Linked DNA regions of Sus scrofa: all the other regions are linked to region 1. Evidence: chromatin contacts called from public Hi-C and promoter capture Hi-C data. All regions are on one chromosome and are shown on one strand. The core of a region is the stretch at or near the end of the contact, and the rest is flanking DNA. Distances in the headings are between cores, read along the strand shown.

Region 1 (5,161 bases), core at 1,508-4,007:
TAGGCCAGCAGCAACAGCTCTGATCAGACCCCTAGCCCGGGAACCTCCATATGCCGTGAGTGCAGCCCTATAAAGACAAAAAAAGAGGAAAGGAAAATTAGGTTTAGAGTACTAGACAATGTCTGGAGAGCTTAGGAATGCTAATGCTAGGAAATAAAATCAGATCCTGCTTGCTGGACAGGAGAGCACCAGATCCATCCTGCTTCTCAGGGCTGCAAGCCAGGAAGGGTTGGGGTAGGGGACAGTGAAGGTGGCTCTTACCTTGGAAGGCCTCTTCACATTCATCCAACCTTCGCTTCTTGTAAGTGGGCTAAGGATACAAAGAGACAAGAATCAGCCTATTCGACACTCACATCCCCACTGCAAGTTACCCTTCTAGCAAGTTTAATCCCTACCTTGACTTCACAGGTTGTCTTATTAATTTACCCACAATTCACTAAGCACACACAAAGCTTTAAGAAAAGGTTCTTCCCACAAAGCAACTTACACTATAGTTGGAAAGACCAACTTTTCAAGAAATATAACACATTAGGCAACCAGGGGAGGGGTGGATACTATGAACAACAGAAAGAATGAACTACTGAATGCAGAGTGAGTATAACTAAGGGGATTATAAACAAATGTGCTTGTTCCACAAAGAATATTCAATCAACAAACATGTATTTAGCACTTGCAAGGAACAATGCTAGGTGCTGGGGATACAAAGATAATTCAGATAGTTTCTCCTTTCCAAAAGTGCAAGTTCTACCCATGAGACACCGACGGATAAATAACAATATATATAGCAGATAAATAACAATATGGGGTCATCATTGTTATAACAGAATGTGGACATATTCTAAAGACTAGTTGCTAAAGATACAGAAAGACGGGGAACTGCAGTTATATAGCAAGAACAATTGCCCCCTCCCATAACAAGACTCAAGACACTGAAACAGGGATGAAAAGTCTTGCCTAGAGCCATGGTGACAGACCAGGTAACCTGAGGGACCTTGTCACTATTAGCCCTATTTTCAACTCACTCTAACAGAGTACCCATTAACACATGCTACAAATGAAAACCGGGGACCGAAGGGGGTGTACCAAAGTCATATGTCTGTAAGAATCCTCATTCCGGGAGTTCCCGTCGTGGCGCAGTGGTTAACGAATCCGACTAGGAACCATGAGGTTGCGGGTTCGATCCCTGCCCTTGCTCAGTGGGTTAACGATCCGGCGTTGCCATGAGCTGTGGTGTAGGCTGCAGACGCGGCTTGGATCTCGCGTTGCTGTGGCTCTGGTGTAGGCCGGTGGCTACAGCTCTGATTCAACCCCTAGCCTGGGAACCTCCATATGCCGCGGGAGCGGCCCAAAGCAATAGCAAAAAGCCAAAAAAAAAAAAAAAAGAATCCTCATTCCCAGATCCAAATCCCACTGTCCCCTGTACCCCTGTACACGTTCAAGCTGACCAGAGACTTGAGGACAGAGCGCCTACTGCTTCGGCACACACACAGAGATAAATACAGGATACTTACACCGTCCAGTCCATCATGGCTATTGGTGAGAAGAATGGGGTCAGGGACTGGGAGATTCATGTCTGAGTGGATCTGAGTTAGGTCATGGATGTTTAGGATTGGCTCCTGAAAAGAGACGCCCACCCCCAAAACATCAGTCTTTTCAAAATGAACAAAGAAGTATTTCATTTCAAGGGCAACATATGAAGACGGCTTTACAGCACAAAACAAGATAGAATCAACACGTCATTTGTCCCATTTGACAGAAAGACCAGGGCCAAAAAAACTGGGGACTCTGAGGAAAAGAAAAGGGTCTCTCACCTTCAAAAAACTATCAAGTTCTAACAATTTCTTTGGGAAAAAATTTGCCACCAAGTCTTCTGCCTAAAGATGAGGGAAAATATAGCTGAATTAGTAACTGAGGGAAGGTCTGTCTCTACAGACATCTCTTCTCTGGAGAACTCCCAACCATTAACCAATGCTCGATTTTCTACTTCTTTCACTCACCTCACTTGTAATCCGCTCCCTGAAAGAATCAACCTAAAATTAACAAAGAAAGCAATTCAGTAAGAGCAAGTCAGTACCTGGCAAGAGAAGTATGGGCAGGATGGGGAAACCCAAATCCAACTGTCTTTCCCTCACCTTGTAATTGTAATGAGAAGCTGAGAGGCCCCCAGACTGCAAATACTTTATTTTTTTAAGGATCCATTTCTCCATCTCAGGAGAGGGAAGCGGGGCTGGAGGGCAGCACCCACCTGTCTTCCCTCCCTCCCTCCCTTTGTCTGTAGCTTGTCTGAATTTGAAAGCAGACAAAAGACAGGTAGATGGGAGAGGCGTGAGCTCACAAACATGTCAACCCCCATACAAACCTGGCCTAGGATGTGAGGCAGGCCTGACGCCAAGGGCAGGGGCAGTAGCAGCGCCCAGAGATGGGGACGTTGCTGGGCTGGGGGGACTTCCAGCTGTCACTGGCCTAAAGCACTAAGTCCACCACGTGTCCGCGGAAGTCTCCCCGGGGCTCTCCACCATTAGACAGGGTACAGAAGGCCACCCCATAGTAGCGTCTCCCCCGATGCCATCTCTGGGAGTGGGGGGCTGGGCTGAGCCGAGCGGAAGCTCAGGGCTGGTGTCCCCAGGGAGACAAAGACGCCATGGGGAGTAGGGAGCCAGTCAGACAGCTCGAGGATCGAAGCAAGGAGTAAGGAAGCCCGGACCGTACCCCTACCTTGAGCTTTACTTCCTGATCCACCTTCAGCAACGAGGCCATGGCCGGGCCGGGCCGTGTCCGCTCCGCTGGAGACCGGAGGCGCTGTGGGCTCCGGGGAGAGGGTCAGAGGGACGGGAGGAATCTCGGCTGCTCTCGGGACGCGGCCGCTCTCGCTGGCCCACTCACTGCTCACTTGCTCCCTCCCTTCGTGCCGTCCGTCCGCCCGCCTGCTGCCTGCTGCCTGCTCTCTCTCGCTCGCCCTCCCGGCTTTCGCCGCTCACACCGGAAGTTACGTCACAGCCAATCGCCGGGACTCCGAGAGGATGTGCACGTGCCCTGCGCAGCCGCGCTGAGGTTCGGCTCTGAACGATGGTAGCTCTGCTCCTATCTCTCGGCTCCTGTGCCCGATAAGGGTGAAGTAAAAGGGAGGGCAGCAGAGGGTGGTGGAGTGAGATCGGAGTCTCAGAGAGACTCGAGGACCGTTTGCCTCTCTGTTATTCCGGCACTCACCTTCACCGAAGGGACCGTCGGAGGCGCTGCTGCCTGGAGTGGGGGACCCGACAGAAGACGCCGTCGCGCCCCGGTGACGTCGGCCCGAGGAAGCCGGTGGTACCCGCGCTGGGTTCGGGGCGTCTAGTCTCTGATTCCTGCTGTCTCCTCCTCTTGGTCCAAGCTCTCATGTTAGGTTGGAGCCTGATAGGAAACAAGTCCTGTTGTACCAGGCTTCCCCGCCTTTCTCTGCCATTTAGCCGCTTACTCCTAGACCTCAGAGATCAAGTGCCAGATGTATGGACAAATTGATGCCTGTAGTCTGGCGGTGCTTGTCCTAGGCTACACAGTGTTTACAGTATATCCAAGTCCAGAACTCACATCTCCTAACTTCTAGGGCAATGCTGTATCCATTTTCCTCGTGGAAGGCGGAGACTGTATTCCCCCCTACCCGACTTTTTGTCGCCCAGCCCCGCCCCCCACCCACCGGAGGCAGGTGGAAGTTCCTGGGCCTGGGATTGAACCCTGGAGACCGCAGGGAATGGAGCCTCTGTAGTAACAAGGCCAGATACTTAACCAGTTGCACACAGTGGGAACTCCCCAGGCTGTCTGTCTTAATTCACCCATTCATCTGTCTTATAGCATTGGTTATTTCGCACAACAAATCGGAGTAGGCTCTGGGACAGCAGTGTCTCAGAGGCTAGAAATATAATGTGAGTCACTTATGTAAGTTAAATCTTGTGAACTGGAGTTTCGCATTTACGGTTACTTGCCATCTGCCTCTACGTGGATTAAACCATGAGCCATGGCAGCTGCTGACCTGCAGAACCCACTAAGCAGAGCTCAGGGTGGAAACCAGGAGTGAGGCACTCTGTGCTATGGGAAAACTGGAAGAATAGGTCTTTCGGATAGTTAGATCTTTCTTATTTTTTATTTTCTCGGGCTGCACGTGAAACTTGGAAGTTCCTAGGCTAGGGGTTGAATCAGAGCTGCAGGTGCTGGCCTATGCCACAGCCACAGCAATGCCAGATCCGAGCTGCATCTGCAACCTACACCATAGTTTACAGCAAAGCCCAATCCTTAACCCCTTGAGCAAGGCCAGGGATTAAATCTGCATCTTTATGAATACTAGTCAGGTTCTTTTTTTTTTTTTTTTTTTTTTTTTGCTATTTCTTGGGCCGCTCCCGCGGCATATGGAGATTCCCAGGCTAGAGGTCCAATCGGAGCTGTAGCCACCGGCCTACACCAGAGCCACAGCAACACGGGATCCGAGCCGAGTCTGCAACCTACACCACAGCTCACAGCAACGCCGGATCGTTAACCCACTGAGCAAGGGCAGGGATCGAACCCGCAACCTCATGGTTCCTAGTTGGATTCGTTAACCACTGCGCCACGACAGGAACTCCCTAGTCAGGTTCTTAAGCCAAGAGTCACACCAGGAACTCCAGTTAGATATTTTTAGGAGAAGATTTTATGTGCCCAATTCTTGCATTTCCTAGTATCTAGGAAAACTAAAATCCTTCATGGTGATGTCTGCTCCTCGCGACTAGTAGTAATCTTCACGAGACCAGAAGCAAACTTTTGTGAAATGTGTGCGTGGCTGCACACACGTCCCCCTTCCCTTTATCACATATATCCTGATATTTCCCCTTTCCTCTTTGCGGTATTTCAGAGCTACAGCAGTTGGGCTGTAGTTAAGTCAACAAAACAAGGGATGTCACAGTCATCTGCAAATGCAGCCACCTCCAAGAGTGAGCCAGTGAGCCCTGAAAGAACTCAGGAAAGAATACCTGCCCTCTAATGGCCTTCAGACTGCAGCCACTCCTAACAGCTAGCCCTGAGGAAGCTAAGGCTGTGAAAACACAGGATATTGGCCCGGATAGCTGAGGTGCATATCAAAGCAATCATTTCAGTGAGTGCAGATCTCTTTTGTTCCTACGATCTGCTCTTTGTTGCAAAAACTCATATCCTAGCT
Region 2 (5,161 bases), core at 878-3,377, 210 kb after region 1:
TCTTGAGGCCCAATCCTCAATGCTCCAAAATATTGCTTGTGAAATTTAAGAATGTGAACGCGAGGTGGCAGTGGGCCTCTTCTACATTACTTTGGGCCATGGGGTCAGCTGACCCGGAGGGTGAGCCCTTCTGTATCTCATGGTCTCACTGAATCTTTTGGAGCTGCCTGGTTATCTCTGGTGCTGCTAACCCCTGGCTCCACTTGCCAATTCGCCTGAGCAATGAGCAAAGCAATACCATATCTTACCCATTTCCACGTTCCTCTTCCTTCCCCTGCTCCTCCTTTGGAGAAGCAATAATTCCATGGGCGATGTCAGAGTAGCACTTTACAAATGGCTCAGTGGCATTCATCCCAGAAGCCACCAGCTCTACTTGCACCAGCTATTCTTACTCTCTGTTCAGCAATTTTAATACTTTTATTTTCGACTGCTTCCCAGTTTGGCAGGGCCTCTCTTAAGGATGAGCCCAGTTAGCAAGAATGTGACTGTAAGCAAGCAGAGAGCCCTGTAAGGGTTATCTGCTCTACGGCTACTGCCCCCAGTAAAATCATGTGAGACAAAAACGAAAACTGGTAATTAGTTCTGAACCTGTGCCTCCCCAAACAAAACTCAAGCCACTCTTCTGCCCTCTTCCCCTCTGCATTAACCCTTTGCTGATCCTCAGGGACCACTCCCCCAACACCCCCATACCTGGGTGAGGGATGTTGGACAGAGCCCATTTCCATGTGCTGCAGCTGGGAGTGCACTAACATGTTTGCTCTTGGTTGATGGACAAGTTAGAGGCCAGGGAGTGAAAATAGTCAACAGTGAGAAGGGAGAAGAGCTAGGTATCTGATTCATAGTCCCTTCCCTTTGTGTGAAGGTTAGGTAGCAGCCTCTCCCCACTTTAGGGTTCTCACTTTGGACACCTTCTCTCTTCTAAGAGCCCAGATGTCTTACAGGTGAGCTCTGACGTGGAGGTGTGGGAAAGGAGTGGGATTTTGTGTGTTTGCATGAGTGTGTGTAGCTTCAGGCCTTGGCAGTTGGTAAGAGGGAGGGGAAGGAAGGAGAGCACAATCTTTGGAAGGTGTTTCGTGTACCTGCGGATCCTGCTCTGAATCTCCTTAATCCTCCACTGTGAATTGGGATGGGGATGAGGGTGGGAGGGGTGCTGGGGAATAAATCTTGTATGAGAACATCTTTAAGAGACTGATGTTGAATGGTTTCTTATCCTTGATAGGCCTTCTTTTGTTAATCTGAACTGAGATGACATGAGCATAGCGGACTCTTGGCTGGCATCTAGCCTGCAGTTCCATCATTCTAATTCTTACTATCATCGCCTAAACGCGTGATGATAAGTACAGGTTTCAAAGACTTAATGAAATTTTGGGTAGCAGAAGGCTTGAAAAAGCACCGTGCCCCTCAGGCTTGTTTGAGCTGCAGGAACAGCTGCTCTTTGGCCTTTGGCTGACCTCAGAAACTAGAAATACTTATTTCAGGCTTTGTCCATTTGGCCACGGTGGGCAGGAGTGGAAAGCACCTGCCAGGTGTTGTCATAAGACCGCCACAAGGAAACTTCTACAAGCTTTGTGGCTTAAGAGCAGCTCCCAACACTCCCTTCAACCACAGCAATGTGCTGAGCGCCCCCTGTGTGCGAAGCTCGGTATCGGGCAAATAGAGGCAGCGTTACTCCTTCTAGGGTGTTTCACGGTCTTCACAACCCACTCCTGCAGGCACCTCTTGTTCTTATCTTACAGAAGTTAAGGGTAACCGACGGGAAGCCTTGGCCTGTAGGACGGGGCACGTCCTTGGATAACTGGCCCTGTGACCTTAAGCAACTCGCTTGCCAAGCGGGAGTTGATATTGGAGGTCTCTTCCCATTTGAACACTGCCCATTTAGGTTCTCGAGTGTTCGGTGGCTGCTGGAACTGGGTCCCTAAACTTTGGGGCATGATTCCCTGCCGCCCTGGTTCGGAGTGGAGCAAGGGAGAGATTCCAAGCACGCGCCCCGCTTCCCACGATGAGACCTGGACCCCCGCGGCCAGAGCCGCGCCGGAGCGCCGGGCCGGGGCGAACTACGGTGCCCGGGAGGGGCCGCTGCGCTCCTCGCGAAGCTTTCCCTGCGCCAATCACCGCCCGAGGCCCGCCCAGCCCGTGGCCGGAAGGGGCCGTTGCCCCGAGTAATTGCAACTTCCGGCTTTCTGAGTTTGGCGGCGGGAAAAACCATGAGTAAAGGCCGGGCGGAAGCCGCGGCGGGAGGTAACGGCTTTGCCCCCTGGAAGACCTGGGAGAGGGCGGGCAGGGGTCGGTTGAGGGGCCCCCCACCCCACTGCCTCTTCTCTTTCCGTAGCCCCCGGGATCCTGCTGAAATACCTGCAGGAGCAGAATCGGCCCTACAGCGCCCAGGACGTGTTCGGGAACCTGCAGCGGGAACACGGACTGGGCAAGGCGGTGAGGACACCCCCGCCCCACTATCAGGATTCCTCCCCTAGAACCCCACGACTCAGCCTGGGGCCCTGCCCTCTCGAGACTGCCATTCTAGCCTTGGGCTTCCTAAGGCTCGTCGGGCGCTTTCCCCATCACTGGTGACATTCACTCCCCCGACTGTTCCACCCCCTCCCCTCTGCCAGGCGGTGGTCAAAGCGCTGGAGCAGCTGGCCCAGCAAGGCAAGATCAAAGAGAAGGTGTACGGCAAGCAGAAGATATACTTTGCAGACCAGGTGAGGGAAACCGGCGCAGATTAGCACCTCGGTGAGAGCTCGGCATTAGGTGAATCAGTCCCTAGTATGAATTCTCCATGAAACTCAGCGGTCTTACACCATTAAAAGGGTCCTAGCCGGCCTTTAAGTCAAAGCGTGCACTGCCTTTGCTGTGATCCAAACTGAAGGAGGTTTCCAGACTTGAAATGTGATAGGTTACAGAAGATCCTGAATTGTTGCTATGGACATCTGTTTACGCGTGGAAGTTCTAATTCCCAATCATCTAATGAGGACCACCTCTGTCAGATTATTTTCCTTCTGTCTCCACCCCCTCCTTAAACACACACATTAACTTTGAATCTCTAACCCAGATCTCCACCTGGATGCCTTTCAGTCCCTTCAGAGCCCTCATCACCAAAGTAGAATGCCTCATCTCGCTCCTAAACTGGCTCCTGTTACATTCTTCTCCCTTAATGGAATTATTCTGCATGGAGGCCAGAAACTGGGGAGTCTTTTTTTTTTTTTTTTTTCTTTTTAGGGCTGCACCTGGGGCATGTGGAAGCTCTCAGGCTAAGGGTTGAATTGGAGCTGTACCTGCTGGCCTGTACCATGGTTACAGCCACACCAGATTTGAGCTGCATCTGCAACCTACATTGCAGCTCACAGTGGCAATGCCAGGTTCCTGACCCACTGAGCAAAGCCAGGGATAGAACCCACACCCTCATGGGTACTAGTTAGATTTGTTTCCGCTGTGCCACCGCGGGAACTCCTGCGGAGTCATTTTTAACTTATTTCACGTGCTGAGTCGGCCATCAAGTCCAGCTGTTTTTTCTTGAATCCATCCTCTTTCTAGCTGCCATCATTGCTCTAGTTCAGGTGCTCCTCATCTATTGCAATATCCTCCTAACTGATCTGGCTTTCTCAAACACAGCTTAAACGATCTATGTACATGCAAATGTAGTCATGCCATTCCCTCCCCTAAACTAATGCTCCCTAGAACAGATAAGAGACTTGGCCCCAGTCTACCTCTAGCCTCCCCTGTCCCTGTTATTTCTCCATCCATCAATTCTAGAGTATATTTTTGTTTTTTGTCTTTAGGGCTGCACCCACAGCATATGGAAGTTCCCAGTCTAGGGGCTGAATCAGAGCTATAGCTACTGGCCTATGCCATAGCCACACCACATCCCAGCCGTGTCTGTGACCTACACCACAGCTCACAGCAACGCTGGATCCTTAACCCACTGAACAAGGCCAGGGATCAAACCCACAACCTCATGGATACCAGCCGGGTTCTTAACCCGCTGAGCCACAATGGGAACTCCAAATACTAGACTGTTTAGATGAGTTTTACTCTCGTGTCCATTGCTCTTTGTCATTCCTCTGCCCAGAGGGTTTTGTTTTTTGGGGGTTTTTGGCCATGCCCACAGCATGTGGAAATTCCTGGGTCGAGGATTGAACCCTTGCCACAGCGGTGATAATGCTGAATCCTTAACCACCTAGGAATGCTGAATCATAGCCACCAGGAAACTCCTCCCCAGAGTTTTTGGTCCTTTTTTGTTTTGGTTTGGTTTTTGTTTTTAATCTTTTAGGGCTGCACTTGCAGCACATGGAGGTTCACAGGCTAGGGGTCTAATTGGAACCGTAGCCACTGGCCTACACCACAGCCACAGCAACTCAGGATCCAAGCTGCATCTGCAACCTACACCACAGCTCACAGCAACGCCAGATCCTTAACCCACTGAGTGAGGCTGGGGTTCGAACCTACCTCCTCCTGGATCCTAGTCAGGTTCGCTAGCCGCTGAGCCACAACAGGAATTCCCATCCCCACCACTACACCTCCCCTCCCCTCAAGGTTTTGAATCCCTTCTTCTTGCCCAGCTCTTACTCATCCCTTTGGATTTCACTCAGGCGTTACCTCCACAAACCTTCCCTGTACGTGCTGATTGCCTTCTTTAAGTGTTTACCTCTTTTCACTCGTCCCCCTCACAAAGCTGAAGCTCTTCTAGGGCGGACCCCATTTCCCATCCCTCTGCCTTTACTGAACCCCCACAGCATTTAACATGTACCATCCAGGCTAATCTCACTGCCTCTGTGGAAGATCCCTTGCAGGACAAGTTGGCAGGTTTGCTTTCTGTAAAGGGCCAGTTAATATTTTTATGCTTTGCTGGCCAGATGGTCTCTCGTCCTGGCTACACAACTGTCACAAGTACTCAAGTCTGCCACATTGTAGAGCAGAACAGCCACAGACAGTACATAAGTGAATGGGCGCGGCTGTGTCCATACATTTTTTTTTTCAAAAGCATGCGTCTGGGAGGATTTGCCCTGCAGGCTGTAGTTTGCTGCCTCCTGCCCTAAAGGTTTACCTCAGCTGAATGTAGAGTCCAGACGGCCCAGGCTGGCATTCCCGTCCTTTCCATCCTGCTTCCTGTTGCCAACTGACAAAGCCCCCCGCCAAACCCAAGCACAATGTCTGTCCTATTCAG
Region 3 (5,161 bases), core at 1,564-4,063, 190 kb after region 1:
ACAGCCACAGCAACACGGAATCCAAGCCGCATCTGCAACCTATACCACAGCTCACGGCAACGCTGGATCCTTAACCCATTGAGCGAGGCCAACGATTGAACCCATGTCCTCATGGATACTAGTTGGGATTGTTACTGCTGAGCCACGATGGGAACTCCCTGCCTTTTTTTCTTCTTCTTTCTTTTTTTTGGCTGTCCCACAGCATATGAAGTTCAGGGACCAGAGACTGAACCTGTATCCTGGTGCTGCTGAGATGCCACCAGTCCCGTTGTGCCACAGTGGGAACTCCCTTTTTATTTGCATTGAAAAGGGAATATTCCACTGTGGTTATGAGCAGGCCCTCTCTATCCGGATTGCCTGGGTTCCTATGTGAGCTTTAGACCTAGTTAGCCGAGTGACTCTGGACAGGTTACTTGATCTCTATATACCTCGGTTTTCTCATCTGTCTAATGAAGGTATTTACACAGGTCCACAGTACCTTACCTACAATTCTTTGGGTCAGTTACGTTTCTTTTCTTTTTTTTTTTTTTTTTTGTCTTTTTGCTATTTCTTTGGGCTGCTCCCGCGGCATATGGAGGTTCCCAGGCTAGCGGTCTAATCGGAGCTGTAGCCACCGGCCTACGCCAGAGCCACAGCAACGCAGGATCCGAGCCGTGTCTGCAACCTACACCACAGCTCACGGCAACGCCGGATCGTTAACCCACTGAGCAAGGGCAGGGATCGAACCCGCAACCTCATGGTTCCTAGTCGGATTTGTTAACCACTGCGCCACGACGGGAAGTCCAGTTACGTTTCTGAATTCAGATATTTCAGGCTCAAGGAAGGCCATATGATGTGAATAACATATGCTAAGAAAAACGCCAGTGGGGGTCTGAAGGGGTGCCAATCAGATACATTAATATTTCTGCAATGACAGGTGTGAGTAATGATAACAAGTTGGACAGAAACTATAAATTAGCCTGCTTCCATGGAGATCTGGTTTTGCTGCTAAATGAATAGTTAGCTGGTTTCAGAGTTTTCTGAATTCTGGAAAACCAGAGACTGTGGACCCATAGTACCTGCCCATAGGGTTGTTGGGAGGTTTAAATAAGTTACTAAAGGTAAAAGCATTTAGTATGGCCTGGCCCACAGCACTTGCTAATGCAGTCTCTTTTTTTTTTTTTTTTTTTTTTTTTTTTTTTTTTTTTTTTTTTTTTGTTGTTGTTGTTGTTGTTACTATTTCTTGGGCCGCTCCTGCGGCATATGGAGGTTCCAGGCTAGGGGTCGAATCGGAGCTGTAGCCACCGGCCTACGCCAGAGCCACAGCAACGCGGGATCCGAGCCGCGTCTGCACCTACACCACAGCTCACGGCAACGCCGGATCGTTAACCACCGAGCAAGGGCAGGATCGAACCGCAACCTCATGGTTCCTAGTCGGATTCGTTAACCACTGCGCCACGACGGGAACTCCTTTTTTTTTTTTTTTTTTTTTTTTTTTTGTCTTTTTGTCTTTTTTTTTTTTGTTGTTGTTGTTGTTACTATTTCTTGGGCAGTCTCTTAATATTACATAGATGGCTTAGAAAAAAGAATTTTTCTTAGCTCATGTCTCTCTCTTTCTACACTCTTACATCCTCCATCTGGCTTCATCTCTCTCTAGGAAATCATAAAAATGGGGTTCTTCTGCCAGGGAGTAACAGCAAATGACCTGGGAGAATCCGCTGGCCCAGTTGTTGCCAGCTCCTCCTCCATGCTCCGACAGGTAGATGTTCTCTGGGTTGTAGAGCTTGGCATAGGGGGAATTGAGGATGGAGTGGATCACCCGCGGCTCCAGGTCCAGCAGCACCGCCCTGGGGATGTAGTGCTCATCATCCGCCTGTCAAGGGGAGTCCAGGAGGGGGCACAGTCAGCTCGGCCCGCCCAGTCTTCCAGTCCTCCCAACTCTGGCTCCTGCTCGCCCTCCCTCCTCAAGCCAGCCGCCCTGGCCACTCTGTTCAACGGGTTTCCTAGTACCAAGCCACTGCCCTTCCCTTCGGGCCCCCTGGGCCACTGCCAGCCCTGGTCAAGTTGCTGGGGGCACCTGGTAGAAGAAGACGTCCTTGCGGTCAGTGCCCTCGGTGGCGAACTCCTCCACGATGCCCTCGGGGCTGATGCCATGCTCGGCGCACAGTTGTTTCCAGAACTCGAACCCAACTGGGGGTGGGGGCATAGGCAGGCGGGGGAGAAAGAGGATATCTGGTTCTGGGCAGGTTCCAACGAGAAGCTGGGGGCCTGAGCGCCTGGGACCAGGGATAGGAGGTCAATCCTCGGGGGTATCCCGTGTCAGAGGACAGGGCTATATGTCAGGGACCCCGCAGGGGAGGGCCTTTCGGGGTTGGGCAACTGGGCACTGGGTCAGGCATGTCCCGCCTTCGGAGAACTACGATTCTGGGAAGGGCAGATGGAGTCCAGGATCTCAGAGCGAGATACCATAGAGAATAAAAAACCTGGCTAGTGGAAGGACCGGAAGTTCGCTCACTCTGATTGCCGCACTGGCCCAACTGTAGGGTGATGATCTCCCTCGGCATCGCTCCTCAGGCGCGGGCCTTGCAGCAGCTCCCGCCAGCAAAGCCGCCACTCGCTAGCCCGCTAGCAGCACGACGCAGGCGCCAAAACAACCTGCTCCGCCCACGAACTCTCTCGGTTCCAATGAGAAGTGAGTTCTGGTGATGGCACTTCCTTATTCATTCGGCCTCAGTCTTGCAGATTGCGCGTGCGCGGCTCCGGATTGGTGCACTCGGGACGTACTTTGACGCAGTTTGCTTCCCACTGGGTGGACGCGAGCTAGAGCCTAGGCGCAGGCGCAGTGTTGAGGGAAGCGGCCTCCCCAGCCGAATCGCGCACCTGCGCAGTCGGCGTTATTGTGACTGTCGGGCCGTGGCCCCGGATGTTGTGGCTGCCGGGGGGAGATGGCGGAGGCAGAGGGGGTAGTTGTGGCCCCAGGCCCTGCTTCGGGGCAGAGTTCCAGAGGCCGCCGCACTATGTCGGGCTCCTGCGAGCGGGACCAGCAGGTTGAGGCGGCGCAGCGGGCCCTGGTGGAGGTGCTGGGGCCTTACGAGCCTCTGCTGAACCGGGTGCAGGCAGCCCTGGTGTGGGAGCGGCCAGCCAGGAGCGCCCTGTGGTGCCTGGGGCTGAACGCGGCTTTCTGGTGAGAGAACTGGATCCTCGGAAACCCTTCGAGGCGCGAAATCATCAGGTTTCTCTAGGGCTTTATCTCTCACCTCTCCTGTTTCTTCGCTGCACTGACTCCTTCCTGTACCTGCCTGATTTCTGCCTCAACTCCTTCCACTCCGTCCCGCGTGCGGCTTTGGCACCGCAGTTCTCCCCAGAGCCTTCCAGTGACCAGGAGCTTCTAGTAACCTCTTGAGCCGCTCGCAGTGAGTGAGGGCGCCTCGTTTTAGCCAGGGGAAAACTGTGTTCCTTTAAGGCCATCATTTCTCTTCTCTTGTTTGCTCAAAGGTGCTTTGAAGATTGTCTCCAGAGATTTTAGTAGTTATTATTTGGATAGATGTGTGAGGCGTGAGATCTTCAGCGTGAGATCTTCAGAAGGTATGCATAGGTGTGATGCGAAAACAAGTTTGAGCAATCTGAATTAGCATGTTAGACACCCTTTCTCTCACTCGGGGAAGTTTGTGAAGCCTGAGCGTCAGTAAGAGCCTCCATAGCTGCAACGTGAGAGAGAATTATGAGCCTTTAAAGAACAGTTATAGAAATAATGATTGTGAGATTTCACTCATTTCAAAGCCACTTATGATGGCCACTCCTCCCTGTTCCGAGGAATTAGAGAGGCATCCTTAGCCACAGTATATAGGCAGGGAAATTGAGGGTGTCTAAGAGTGTATGTGAGTTTTCCTGAGCTGGAAAAGTGGGGATGTAAATATGCTTTAAGAATCTGTATGTGTCATGCTCAGTGAAAATGGAACTGCTGCTTCTCTGAATTGTCATCACCTAAAATGGACTTTGATCTTCATAGGGTCTGCCAAGCATATTTTGGATTTATCCATAACTAGGGAAGTATTATTGATCAAATTCCAAGGAAACTGCAGTGGAGGGGGGCTTCTACAGCTGAATGAAATAGAGCTGTTCTGGATGAGCGTGAAACAGTAAAGTGTGTATTTCCAAATTCTTTTTTGTTTTTGCTAAAAGTAGCTTTCCTCTTGAAATTCTTGGTTTTAAAACCAAAACATTTATTATCCTTTGTCTGAAAGATTCACAGTAGGCTGGAGGAAAGCAAATAGTCCCAAGTTCATTGACAGCAAGACGCAGTATTGAGCTATTACATTAAACTCACAGTTTGAAGGGGTCTGAGGTTAAAGGTGTCACAGCAGTCTCTGGCATTAGTTGCTTCTAGAGTCTTGCTCAAACTTGATGAACTCTTCCTACAGCATTCAGTTATTTTTGGTAACGCTTCTTTCTTGATCTTCAGGTACCTACTCCTGAACCCCGTCACTATAGCACCTCATTCTAGAGCATCTTTCAAAATGACCTTTTCTTCTCATCTCCCTATCCCAACCGCTAACCTCAGACCATATAGTGAAAACTTCATTTCCTACATTGGGATCGTACTCCTAGGAAAAAAGGTTGATCTTCAGTAAACCAGTTTGTCTCAAAATGTGACTGATTGATAAACAAAAGCTTTATCAGGATTTAAATGAATCCTGATAAACCAAGAGCTTATTAATGCAGATAGGTCAGTAGCATACATGTTGTTATTTTTGAGGAGAGGACTTTCCACCCTTGCCTGAGAGAGATTTTCAGAGTAGAGTGTGGGGTTGAGATCTGCACATAGGAGCCCCCAGACACATCTTTAAATGTTACTGTTACCTTTAATTTGCTGGCCTCCAATAGTATTCACTTGAGTTTACTAATAGGCTATGTTTAGAATCTCACTCAGATCCACTTTTTCTACTCTCTCTTGAAGCTGTTGTTGTGGTTGGTCTTTATCTCTGGCATTTCCTGGTAGCTTGCCTGCTGTGTATACGGAAAGCAGTTATTCTTGTTACATTCCCATCCGGCTCTAAGCAGGTGGGGGAGAAATGCAGCAAAATGAGGGTGTGACTCCTGAGAGTTGAAGAGCAATTGTGTATGTCATTTGTGGAGAGGACTCACCTGTGAAGGGGACAGAATGATTGGCAGTGTTAAGAAC

What was found. Promoter capture Hi-C pulls out the DNA fragments that hold promoters and counts their contacts. A called contact is a pair of places that touch in the nucleus more often than the background predicts.
Region 2: a contact with region 1 is called in a Hi-C map of embryonic fibroblasts, with 2.8 times the contacts expected there. The contact joins the promoter of PSMC3IP here to the promoter of PSME3 in region 1. A contact is called at or near these places in 2 of 5 promoter capture datasets (fetal liver and liver), 10 of 47 Hi-C or Micro-C datasets (alveolar macrophages, embryonic fibroblasts, fetal heart ventricle and 5 more) and 2 of 2 datasets of contacts at active chromatin or transcription factors (alveolar macrophages and skeletal muscle).
Region 3: a promoter capture Hi-C map of fetal liver shows a contact between it and region 1, with 2.1 times the contacts expected there. The contact joins the promoter of RETREG3 here to the promoter of PSME3 in region 1. A contact is called at or near these places in 2 of 5 promoter capture datasets (fetal liver and liver), 4 of 47 Hi-C or Micro-C datasets (embryonic fibroblasts, fetal skeletal muscle, retroperitoneal adipose tissue and 1 more) and 1 of 2 datasets of contacts at active chromatin or transcription factors (alveolar macrophages).

What each region holds. Positions count from the first base shown.
Region 1 is chr12:20,032,589-20,037,749 of Sscrofa11.1, forward strand. PSME3 (proteasome activator subunit 3) reads right to left here and starts at 2,758. Exons shown (of 11, transcript NM_214348.1): 1 at 2,716-2,758; 2 at 1,998-2,030; 3 at 1,812-1,874; 4 at 1,512-1,616; 5 at 262-310. The coding sequence starts at 2,757.
Region 2 is chr12:20,242,116-20,247,276 of Sscrofa11.1, forward strand. It overlaps PSMC3IP (homologous-pairing protein 2 homolog), which reads left to right and starts at 2,128. Exons shown (of 8, transcript XM_003131397.5): 1 at 2,128-2,238; 2 at 2,330-2,430; 3 at 2,610-2,699. The coding sequence starts at 2,205. RETREG3 (protein FAM134C) reads left to right here. Exons shown (of 9, transcript XM_003131384.4): 9 at 1-1,184.
Region 3 is chr12:20,218,180-20,223,340 of Sscrofa11.1, forward strand. It overlaps RETREG3 (protein FAM134C), which reads left to right and starts at 2,814. Exons shown (of 9, transcript XM_003131384.4): 1 at 2,814-3,163. The coding sequence starts at 2,925.